2 separate regions of the Zea mays genome follow, and region 1 is linked to region 2. Evidence: chromatin contacts called from public Hi-C data. All regions are on one chromosome and are shown on one strand. The core of a region is the stretch at or near the end of the contact, and the rest is flanking DNA. Distances in the headings are between cores, read along the strand shown. Region 1 holds the start of LOC103641520 (G-type lectin S-receptor-like serine/threonine-protein kinase SD2-5). Region 2 holds the start of LOC542174 (arginine/serine-rich splicing factor 1).

The links. Hi-C and Micro-C count contacts between places; a contact is called where the count stands out from the background.
Region 1: a Hi-C map of ear shows a contact between it and region 2, with 3 times the contacts expected there. The contact joins the promoter of LOC103641520 here to the promoter of LOC542174 in region 2. A contact is called at or near these places in 3 of 25 Hi-C or Micro-C datasets (bundle sheath, ear and tassel).

What each region holds. Positions count from the first base shown.
Region 1 is chr10:104,082,621-104,088,208 of Zm-B73-REFERENCE-NAM-5.0, reverse strand. LOC103641520 (G-type lectin S-receptor-like serine/threonine-protein kinase SD2-5) reads right to left here and starts at 1,652. Exons shown (of 3, transcript XM_008664860.4): 1 at 1,472-1,652; 2 at 204-1,220. The coding sequence starts at 1,058.
Region 2 is chr10:103,944,629-103,949,886 of Zm-B73-REFERENCE-NAM-5.0, reverse strand. It overlaps LOC542174 (arginine/serine-rich splicing factor 1), which reads left to right and starts at 3,832. Exons shown (of 6, transcript NM_001348686.2): 1 at 3,832-3,985; 2 at 4,101-4,252. The coding sequence starts at 4,147.

The DNA.
Region 1 (5,588 bases), core at 403-2,902, 140 kb before region 2:
GGGGAGAATTCGACACCTCAATCCCGAACTGGCTAAATTTGTGGCAAATTTAGAAATAGCTCTTCCTTTTCTTTTTTCTTTCTTTTTCTTTTATTTTCATTGATTGTAAAAGAACCAGGGCCTATCCTTTACTTTTCGATTTCTAATAAAATGCGCAGTAGGGGTTTCCCCCCTCCTGATCCTTCAAAAAAAACATCGAGCACCATGCGCAGTTCCAGCTGAGGTATCCCCATCTCGTAAAGCCTCAGATGCCCATCCGACTCCAACCTCATCAGCTGCATTGATCCTGCCAGCGGCAGCGAGAAGACCTTGTCCGGGAACCCGAAGCTGCCGTTGACGAACGCATAGCAGTTTGGCGTTGCATTGGTTGATGCTGCAGTAGCTTTGAACAGCTGCGTGTAGGCTGCGGGCTTGAAAGAGTACTGCAGCCCATCAAGCTCTGCAGACAGATAAACCCTTGCGCCAGGCCATTTCGTGATCGAGGGCTTCGCGCTGAGGCTGCTGTTCCCCCTGCAGAGCGACTGCCCCAGGACCAAAGTGTCGGTTGGGTTGTCAAAGGACTGCCACGCAGACGAGTTCTTCCGGTCGAAGAGCACAAGGTTTCCTAGGTCATCCAGCTTCATGCCTGCAACTGCAACTGACATGCCGCTGGTACCTGTGCTCCAGATTACTGTGCCGCCACCAGCTTCATGCAGGAGCAGGTCTCCTTCTCTGGTGAAATTCAGGACGGCGCTGCTGCTCACAGGACTGTCGGGGTTGGCAGACCAGATGACTGGAGCCTTGGGTCCCAGAAACACCACAGAGAGAACAAACGAATGCCCATCCGTGGTGTAGAAGCCGAACAAGGTCCTGTACAGGTTTGCGCTGTTTTCAAGGACAGGTCGCATGCTAGCGACCGCTCCGTCCATAGGTATGGCTTCTAGATTGGTAAGTTCCCACGAGTTCGGGGGAGCTGTAGTGGAGAGCTGGCCGACGACAGTAGTGAGGAGAAAAGGGAAGCCAATCACTAGAAGGAAGGCCACCCACATGTTTGAAGTATTGCATGCCCATGGTTTCATTTCATACCTATGGTTTCAAGAAAACCGCCTGCAGCTGGATGTCACAGCTTGATGGTTTCAGGATGTAATGGTAGACCGGCAAATCCCTGCTTTTGTTTGCATGAATTGTTTGGAGTGTCACAGGCCACAATTTGGCAGAACCTCTATCTATCATGTAAACAGCTGAAAGGCAGGGAGGGGGAGGAGGAATCACAAACATGGTGAGTAAAAGTCAGGCAAAGCAATTAAGCTATGGCTGTCAAAGGATATACAATATGAAGAGAAAATGATAGTCCTGATATACTACAAGAATCGACAATTTAATGGAAACAGATTCAATGCTTCTTCAGAACTGTAGAGCAGTTGCCAGCCATTGTTTTATCCACCATGCTTGTTAGAAGAAGAAGAAAAAAAGTGAGGGAGATCTCAGTTACCTTGACAGCAAAATTGAACCGCGGCCTCTGACTCAGGCAAGCAGCGGTGGTGTTTGGGTTTTCACGAGCCGTTTGCGAGCAGGAGCAGGCTGTGGGGATCAGGGAGGTCGCAGTGGTTGGTCATTTCTTCTTCCAATGGCATCAAATAATCATCACTAGTATATGTCCACAGACACAGAGCATCACACTACAGCTGATTAGCTGAATAGTCTAGCAGCACAAAGTTGACTAGTCAAAGTTCAAACAAAGCAGCAGGAGTGTGTTGAATGCTTGGAGACGACGACTGACAGCGACGGCGGGCATACTCACTCCTCACTTTCCCCGATCGCTAGTGGGCTGGAAGCCCCAACAGGGCAACAAGGCAAGAAGAAGCAGAGCCCAGAGGGATTGGACCAGCCTGTGTGATTGATTGATCCATCTTTTCCTCGCCAACCGGAGAGTCACAGATCGCTGGCCTGCGCATATGGAAGAAGGGGGACGGCGGCAAATCCTGGCTGGTTTTGCAAATCCCGGCCCGCAGCAGGGAACCTGTCAGCGAACTGGACGTCCGGTTAGTTGCCATCCTTCGATAAGAACGAAAACGTACATTCACGTTCGATTTAAGGAGCATATATACATATAGTGGAAGGTTTTATATTTGTTACTATACTATACATCGAGTCCAGTTTCACTTTTGGATGAACATGTTACAGTACTATCAAAATTGAATTTAGTTAATAATTAATAGTTCTAGTGCATTCAAACATCTCCTTTTGTGATGAGCGTTTAAATGTTCTAGAGTTACTAGTTAGCTGTTTAAATAGCTAAAAACATCCAAACAATTTAGTTAATAGTTCGGATATTAGCTACTTTTTTACAAATTAACTAATAGGTAGCTAGTTAATCTCACGAGCAGCTTTTTAGACAGCTAACTATTAGCTCTAGTACATTCAAATACCTCCTTATTTGGATCTAGTTTCGGGGTTTTTTTTTGCATCCATAGAGCTTGGTGTTCGGTATTGTAACCGGTTTTCACCGTATACCAAATTGTATCTATTCTAAAATTTGACTCTTTAGTTATGTAAACTAAATGTGCGTTGTAATGATTTTGTTGTTCACTTATGTGATGTATGATATATCTCTAAACCTTGTGTCTATATAATTTTCACCTTTTTACAGGGCGAAGCCAGACAATTGGGGTCAATTTCACTAATCATCATCTAAATGCACTAGATAAGAATATATTTATATAGTATTTTTCCAAAATTTATAGGGGTCAGCTGACCCCAACAAAAGCCCCTGCTTTTTAGATGGTTTGTAATCTATCATGTAAATTTGGTGTATGTTGCCCTGTAAATTTATTATTATAAGTTTGATGTTTGGTTTTTACCAAAATATTAAAGTAAAAAAACAAAATCGAACTTGTCTGCCTTTTATTTTCTCGCAAACCAATCGGTTTCTATTGTCAATAAAACTTTTATACTGAATCGATTTTTTTAAAAAAATTGAATGTGCAGTCCTATTCCTGTGGCTACTTTAAGATCCTTCAATTTTCAACGACAACTAGAATAGAAAGCGCCTTATCGGGCGCTCTATCGACGTGAGATAATTCATCTGAAACCAAGTGGTACGTGAAACCTGACAGAAGACATATCTCAAAATAAAGTGTTTGTGCCTTAAAAAAACTCAAACATTCAACCGACGAAGATCAATATACAAATTAGTAGCGACTAACTTGTTGGTACACTTACAGAAATACTTGGTTCAGATATTTTTTCGAAGGCAACAAACGAAGGCACTACATGTCTGCATCCATGTCATTACTCGTTGGACTTCTGCTGCTTATGTTGCTTCAAGGGATCCTACCGGCATTAACTTCATTAAATCAGGCGCCAACAATAGCGTTTAGCAGTGAGACGGGCCAGGAGACCCGTGCATTGCTACGGTTTTTATATCACATGGATAGCACTTTATATAGAGCAAAGGCGTCTAGCTCCATCTCCCATCTGAACAAGAAGCATTTGTCATTGAGTAGTCCCATAGCCTACAGGCTAGGGACAACAACCATCTGCTACCTATTGACTACATACATCTATGTAGTTGTCAATCTACTTTAGGTGTATTCAAGGTCCATCCTCAACTCAAACCAACACTTCCTGTAAACATAAGCAAACGAGAGCTCCAGTGCTTAGATAAATGGGTCACGAGTTCGAAACTTCAAATCCAACCCTAGTGCTCTCCTTTTTTGCTGCTATTCTAGCCTTTAAAACCTGTATAGACTGAATAACCCAAAATATAGAAAAGATCTTAGTATGCCACGATATTATTATGTAATCTATGAATTTATTACCTAAAATTATGATATCATCGTAATGATAGTATATATATAGTCATTTATTGTAATAATAGTACTTCTATTTAATTATATTGCAAATATTTAAACATATGACACTAGTCTCTATATTATTTGGTCTATTCGGTGGACTGAATAGAACGAACCGAAATTATCGGTCTATTCGAGTTTGGTTCCTAAATTATTCGGATTCGGTTCAATTCTCATTTTTCAGAACCCGAAATTTGAAAAAACCGAATAGACCGAACCGAATTACCCTAATAGACCGAATGCCCACCCTAAATGGAGCGTGCGTGCGGGAAGCATGCGCGAATTTGGACGCTGGATGCGTGCACACGATTTCGGATTGCGAACGCGTGGGAGCATGCGTCCGGTAGGGCCCACAGGTCAGCGCAGGGGCAGGAGCGTGCATCAGGGCTTGTTCGGTTATTTCCAATCCATATGGATTGGAGGGGATTGATACGGATTGAGAGAGATTTTAACTTACTAGGGATTGAAACCCCCTCAATCCCCCTCAATCCATACGGATTGGGGTAGAACCGAACAAACCCTCAGGTGGCAGGGAGCGGACGCACGAAGCAAAAATTCACACTTAAAATAGTAGATAATTGTTGATTGGTTTGTAGATAAGATCCCAACTAACAACTAGTTCACTTTTCTCAAAAAAATAATCTAACTAGTTCACTTGTACTTGACAAAGGGAAGCTAAGGTGGACTACTAGCTATTAGTCCATATATGTTGGTCACCTATTAATATTTTTGTGAAGAACCATAACAAGACAACACAATTAAATCAATATGGTCTCTTCTCCCTTTTGATTTACTCATGATGGAAGAGTTAATCAATAAAGAGAAGGTTATAATATGTGAGAACGCTCAATGAAATGTGTTAATCATACAACACAAGCTTCACTCTTTCATTTCTTTCTTTTAGTTTTGCCGGCGTTTCGGACCCGGGGGGTCCCTGGACCGACGAGTAAATTTGTCGATGTGTGCCCCTGTCCAGATGGGTTGGCGCGAGATGGAACACAAGGGAGAAACGCGGCTCGTATTATCTCGCACCAGGGGGTGTGCTCGTAGTAGGGGTTACAAGCGTTCGAGAGAGAGAGAGAGTGAGCCTGTTCGTTAGCTCGTTCCCCCGCGCGACCCTCCCGCATGAAGGCTCTGGACCTCCCTTTTATAGATGCAAGGAGAGGGTCCAGGTGTACAATGGGGGTGTAGCTATGCGCTAACGTGTCTGGCAGAGGAGTGCCTGAGCCCTGTGTACATGCCAACGTGGCTGTTGGAGAAGTGCTTGAGCCCTATGTACGTGATAACGTGGCCGTCAGAGGAGTGCCTGAGCCCTGTGTAAGCACAGCTGTCGGTGCTGCTGGGATCCTGCTGACGTCTCCTTGCTTCCGTAGGGGGCTGAGAACCACCGTCGTCATGGACACACGCGGGGAGCCATCATTACTTGTTACCGGGGCGAGCCAGATGGGACGCTGGTCTTGTTCCCTTGTAGCCTGAGCTAGCTAGGGGTAGGGTAATGATGTATCCCCCGTGGTGCGGTCGGTCCGAGCCCAAGGTCGGGCGAGGCAGAGACTTCTCCTGAGGCCGAGGCCGGGGTCGGGCAAGGACGCGATTCCTCCCGAGGCCGAGGTTGAGGCCGAGCCCTGGAGTCGAGCGAGGCGGAGACCTCCTTCCGAGGCCGAGGTTGAGGCCGAGCCATGGGGTCGAGCAAGGCGGAGACCTCCTTCCGAGGCCGAGGCCTAAGGTCGGGCAAGGCGGAGCTTCCTGTTGCGCCCG
Region 2 (5,258 bases), core at 2,583-5,082:
TCCACTTGAATACCACGGTTGTTTTCTTTCTTATACTCTTTCCCGTTTGCGAGGAATCTCCACAACTTGGAGTCTCTCGCCCTTACAACAAAGATCAAAGTGATAGCACTAGAGTAAGGAAGGGAAGCAACACACACAAATCCGCAACAATACGCACACACACAGCCAAGACTTGAGCTCGAATGAATCGCAACAAGTTCACCACTTAGAACGGAGCTCAAATCACTAAGAAAGTCAATCAAGTGCGCGGAGACGGAGTGTGGAAGATTTAGAATGCTCAAAGTATGCTTGGTTGACTCCTCCATGCGCCTAGGGGTCCCTTTTATAGCCCCAAGGCAGCTAGGAGCCGTTGGATCCCAACAAGGAAGGCAATTCTTGCCTTCTGTCGGGTGGCGCACCGGACAGTCCGGTGCACCACCGGACAACCACTATAGCATGTCCAGTGCGGATCTCCTTCCATTCCTGGCGCAGCCGATTGTTGGATCTTCGGGCTGGTTGGCGCACCAAACATTGTCCGGTGCACACCGGACAGTTCGGTGCCCCCAGCCGACCGTTGGCTGGGGCCACGCATCGCGCGCGGATTGTGCGGCCGACCGTTGCGCTGGCGGCCGTTGGCTCACCAGACAGTCCGATGCACCACCGGACAGTCCAGTGAATTATAGCCGTACGCCGCCGGCGAATTCCCGAGAGTGGCCAGTTCGCCAGAGCTGGCCTAGCGCACCGGACAGTCTGGTGTGCCAGACCGAGCTGAGTCTTGGCTGCTTCCAGCCAAGTCCTTTTCTCTTTCTCTTTTCTCTGATACTAGCACTTAGACAAATATATTAGTACATAAAAACCAATGTACTAAGTCTAGAACCATACCTTCCTGTCGATTTGCACTTCATCCATCATTTGGCATATAATTACTCACTCAATATGTGTTGGTCACTTAATCACCAAAATATACTAGAAATGGCCCAAGGGCACATTTCCCTTTCAGTAATGTGTAAGGTGTAGACCTTTTTTAGAGAATAGAACTATTTATGTGTTGTGTTGATGCCGCTATATATGGATGAGGCAGAGGTTCGGCGGTTTTCTAGACCCGTGTGAGAAGATCTTCTTCTTAATACAATACTCAGGGGCTGTCTTACCCCCCGCAGGTTGAGTTTTTGTTTTGTGATTTCTAAAAAATGTGGTGATGAGAGGTAGTAGTAGGAGTGTTGGTTAGAGCATCTAAGTATCATTTATGTTCAACTAAATCAGTAATATGGTGATAAGAGGTAGTAGCAAGAGTGTCAGAGCTAATTATTTTACAAAGCATGTGGTTGGAAAGCTGGTTACGAAGAATGTCATAGCAGCAACAGATATGTCTATGTGGTAGACAGTACTGACCAGTAGCGTAGATCAGCAAATGTTCTATGAGCCAAAGGATTATGCCCACCCAAACTTGGATCGTCCTACTTAACATTGTGCTAGTTTCGTTAGCATTCATCTATATGAGTATGTGATGAAGAGATATTGAGAAACATAGAGAAAAAGTTTTGGTTTTTTTGTGGGAGGCGTTGTGTACACTATCAAATAATTATTAACATGATAAATGATTATGGAACAATTTAAATATCGGATTAGCATGACCAGTTCATGTAAACCGAAAGGTTTCTTTCATTTATGTAGTTAAGGGATGCGTTTACAAAAAATGGTGATGTGTAGTTTGTTGAAGAATTTTGGAAAAAGTTACAGTATGTAAAGAATACACTACATTGTGTTTACTTGAGAAAGCATACCTGTTTTCGACTGAAGTTATAGCCCGCAGCAATGATCCGATGATTGTAAATAGCTAGGGAACATGCCAAAAATAGCAAGGGGTAAATTAAATCTGTGCTTTGTAGGCTAAGAAATAGGTATGAATAAAGGAAAGTTAATAGTGTGTTTGGGAATAAATATGTTTAGATATCTTTGAAGGGGAACCAGAAATTTAGGAAGGGGCGACGAAGGTCGCCGGCGGCGCCTGGATCTCGCTCCCGGGAGGGACCCCGTCGGGGAGGAGAGATCCTAGGTGTTGTCTAGGCTCGGCAGGCCGACCTAGACTTCTCTAATCGACGTAGAGTCGAAGAGAACCTGAGAATTTGAGGATTGGAAGGCTAAACTAGAACTAGACTAGAACTACTCCTAAATGTACAAGAAATAAATGCGAGATAAACTGATTATTGATTCAATTGTTGATTACAAATCGGTCGTATTCCTCTGTATTTATAGAGGAGTAGGGCTGGACCCGTTACAAACAAACTCCCCGAACTAATTCCGTGAATCTAGCCAACAAACATAGCAAAAAACTCGGAACCCTAATCGTTTCTGCGCGCGCGGACCGTCCGACCTCAATTTGGTGCTCAACACATGTATCTGTATCTTCGTTGTTGTTTGTGAACTATGAAATAATGTCATGCAATGTATTTGAACTGCTAAATGTTGTTATTGGACTGTGATAATGTTTAGGGTCATCTTTTGTTCAAATTATAGAGCGTCAATGTGTTTTATTTGCAAAAATACACATGGCTTAGTTTCTATTTTTATGCCACCGGTTTATTAGGCTAGGAGCTGATTAATCGGTTTATAGATCGATTTATTGATTTGAAACTATTTCGAATTCAAAAGCTGGGTATAAACCGGTTATCGGTCTCGACCGGTTTTCACCAGGTTTGGTGAACCCTCGCCAGGGGCATTACAAGCCCATACGAATCTATACTATACTTAAAGCACCAGTTTCAACGGTCGTCCCACGTCATCTTTTTACAAATAACCCCTCAGTTATTTCAAATTATTCTGTTGCACGCCTATAGATGGCTAAACGGTCGCCCGGTACGGGCTAGACGCCCGCGGACCACAACTCTAGCCCAGGCACGTCATGCCGGTCTGTCCTGCGTCATCTTTTTACAAATAACCTCTCAGTTATTTCAACTTATTCTGTTGCACGCCTATAGATGGCCAAATGGCCGCCCGGTACGGGCTAGACGCCCACGGGCCACAACTCTGGCCCAGGCACGTCATGCCGGCCTGCTGACTGTGCCGGACCAGCCCGTCGGCCCATTCGATTAAATCAACGTAAGATGTTAAAAACGGTGCAGGAGGTGGGGGTTCAAACCCATGCCCTGATGGAAGAAGAGCGGGAGACATTGGGTAAAGTTGTCTAACCAGTAGAACATCATGCTAAGATGTTTTTAATATTAAATATAAATTATATATATGTTTTTTATAAAATAAAAATATATAATCATGTCGGGCCGGACCAGTACTACGGGCTGAGGTTACAGCCCAAGCACGACACGACGTTTTTGGCTCTTGCAAGCATTATGTCGTTTCTGAGACGATATTGGCGCAATGGACTCCATGGTGTTTGAGGTTGATAATTTGATGGAGCAACAATGATTTGTCACACTAACAGTAAAATGAAAGGTTATTTATTGGTTTTAAACATTAGTAATTGATACGAAGTAACATAATTTATATGGAGCACATCCAGTTTTTATTGATGACTGACTTTAGCAATCACTCCATATTTTGATCCATCTTTTTTATAAGTTTGAGTTTATGTGACTTATTTTAGAAACTTGAGTTTACAAACTTTCTCTTATTTAGTCTCTGTATGATAGAATTATATTATTTTATAATCTCTGTTCGTTCAATCAGTCGTTGTGGACTCTCTTTTAATCGCTTATTTCATTGGCCGTGTTGTACCATAACATATTGCATAAAGTAAATAATAACATCAGTTAGCCAAATAAAAAAATATTATACGTAAAGTAGAAATAATCAATAAAAAATTTTACATGAGTATTGTTGTAAGCCGTCGGACTAGCAGCTTACTCGTAACGGTAAAGCCACCGACCCAACTGGTCTCGTAGCCGAACTGCAAGAGGGAAGAGAAGCATCGCATCTCTGAGTCTGAAACCCTAGCCGCCTGTCTCCCTGTCCGGTCTCCACTCGTCCGGGCGACGAGACGACGACGGAGGTATTCCTCTCCACAGCTCCTATTCTGGATTTCCGACTTCCCCACAGCGGATCCTTCGTTGCTCGTCAAAACCCTAGTCCCGGATTGATCCGCTTCCCGTTCGGTTTCTTAATAGGGTTTCTGCGGGGGATTTGTTTGTCGCTGACTCGCCGGCGACCAAGATGAGGCCGGTTTTCGTGGGGAACCTAGACTATGATACCCGCCACTCGGAGCTCGACCACCTCTTCTACCGCTATGGCAGGGTCGAGCGCATCGACATGAAGTCAGGTTGCCCGCCCTTGCTTTTGCCCACCCCTCGTTTTGTCGTCGTGTTCGGTCGATTTAGGTTCGATCTGATCTTATTGTGTACCTAGTCAGCTGTTATATCTTGATGTTTGAATTTCATTGAATTGAAGGAAAAAAAGTGAGGGAATTCCCCCATTCTGTATAAAAAAATAAAAAATGAGGGAATGAGCACGTTTGTACAGTAATTGTTTTGATAAGATTCATCATCCAATAGTGCTGTATTAGTTGTTCCAGTTATTCTTGGTTGATTAGCTAATGATATTGTTGAAATGATTCGTCATCTAAGTTTTGAACACGTTATACCACTAGGAAATCTTTTGCCGTACAGAACTTGGATAGATGTGTTTTTAAACTGGGATTGAAGTTGAAATGAGTAAGATACTCTGATACTTTGCAGCTGTGCTGTACTCGTGTTACATCTACTTCATAAAGAGCACAGACTTGCATGTGTGTGCTGCTCCATGCTAACTGGAGTTGCAGTTTGTGTAATAGTAGGCACAGAAGTTTTAATTTTTACTCTGGCGCAGGAACTACCAGGGCAAAACATAGCTCCCCAGGGCTCCTCAACTCCTGAAATTTCTTCCATTCACTGACCTGGCCACCTTTTTTTCATTTGAAACCATCTGTTCATGTGCCCTGATGCCCACTGTTATGTCTGCTCGAGCATGTTTAGCGGGATTGTGATTCATGCTATGTCATCAGCACCATCATGCCTTACCATGTCACGATAGAAGTATCACCAACATGACAACATGCTATGTTACTACATTGATAAGCAAGAGAGTTCTATTTATGGTGAAGCATGTTCAATGTCTCCGGTCATAATTTCTTACTTTGGATATAAGTTGTTGAACACCATTCTTAGCCCTCATCATGAATGGAGTCTACCACACTAGTGCTCTTCATGCCATCAGAATTATGCAGGTGCAGTACTTTTCTGATTCTTTTAGGTTTGGGTATAATGACGTGCTGAATTGTTATTGTAAAA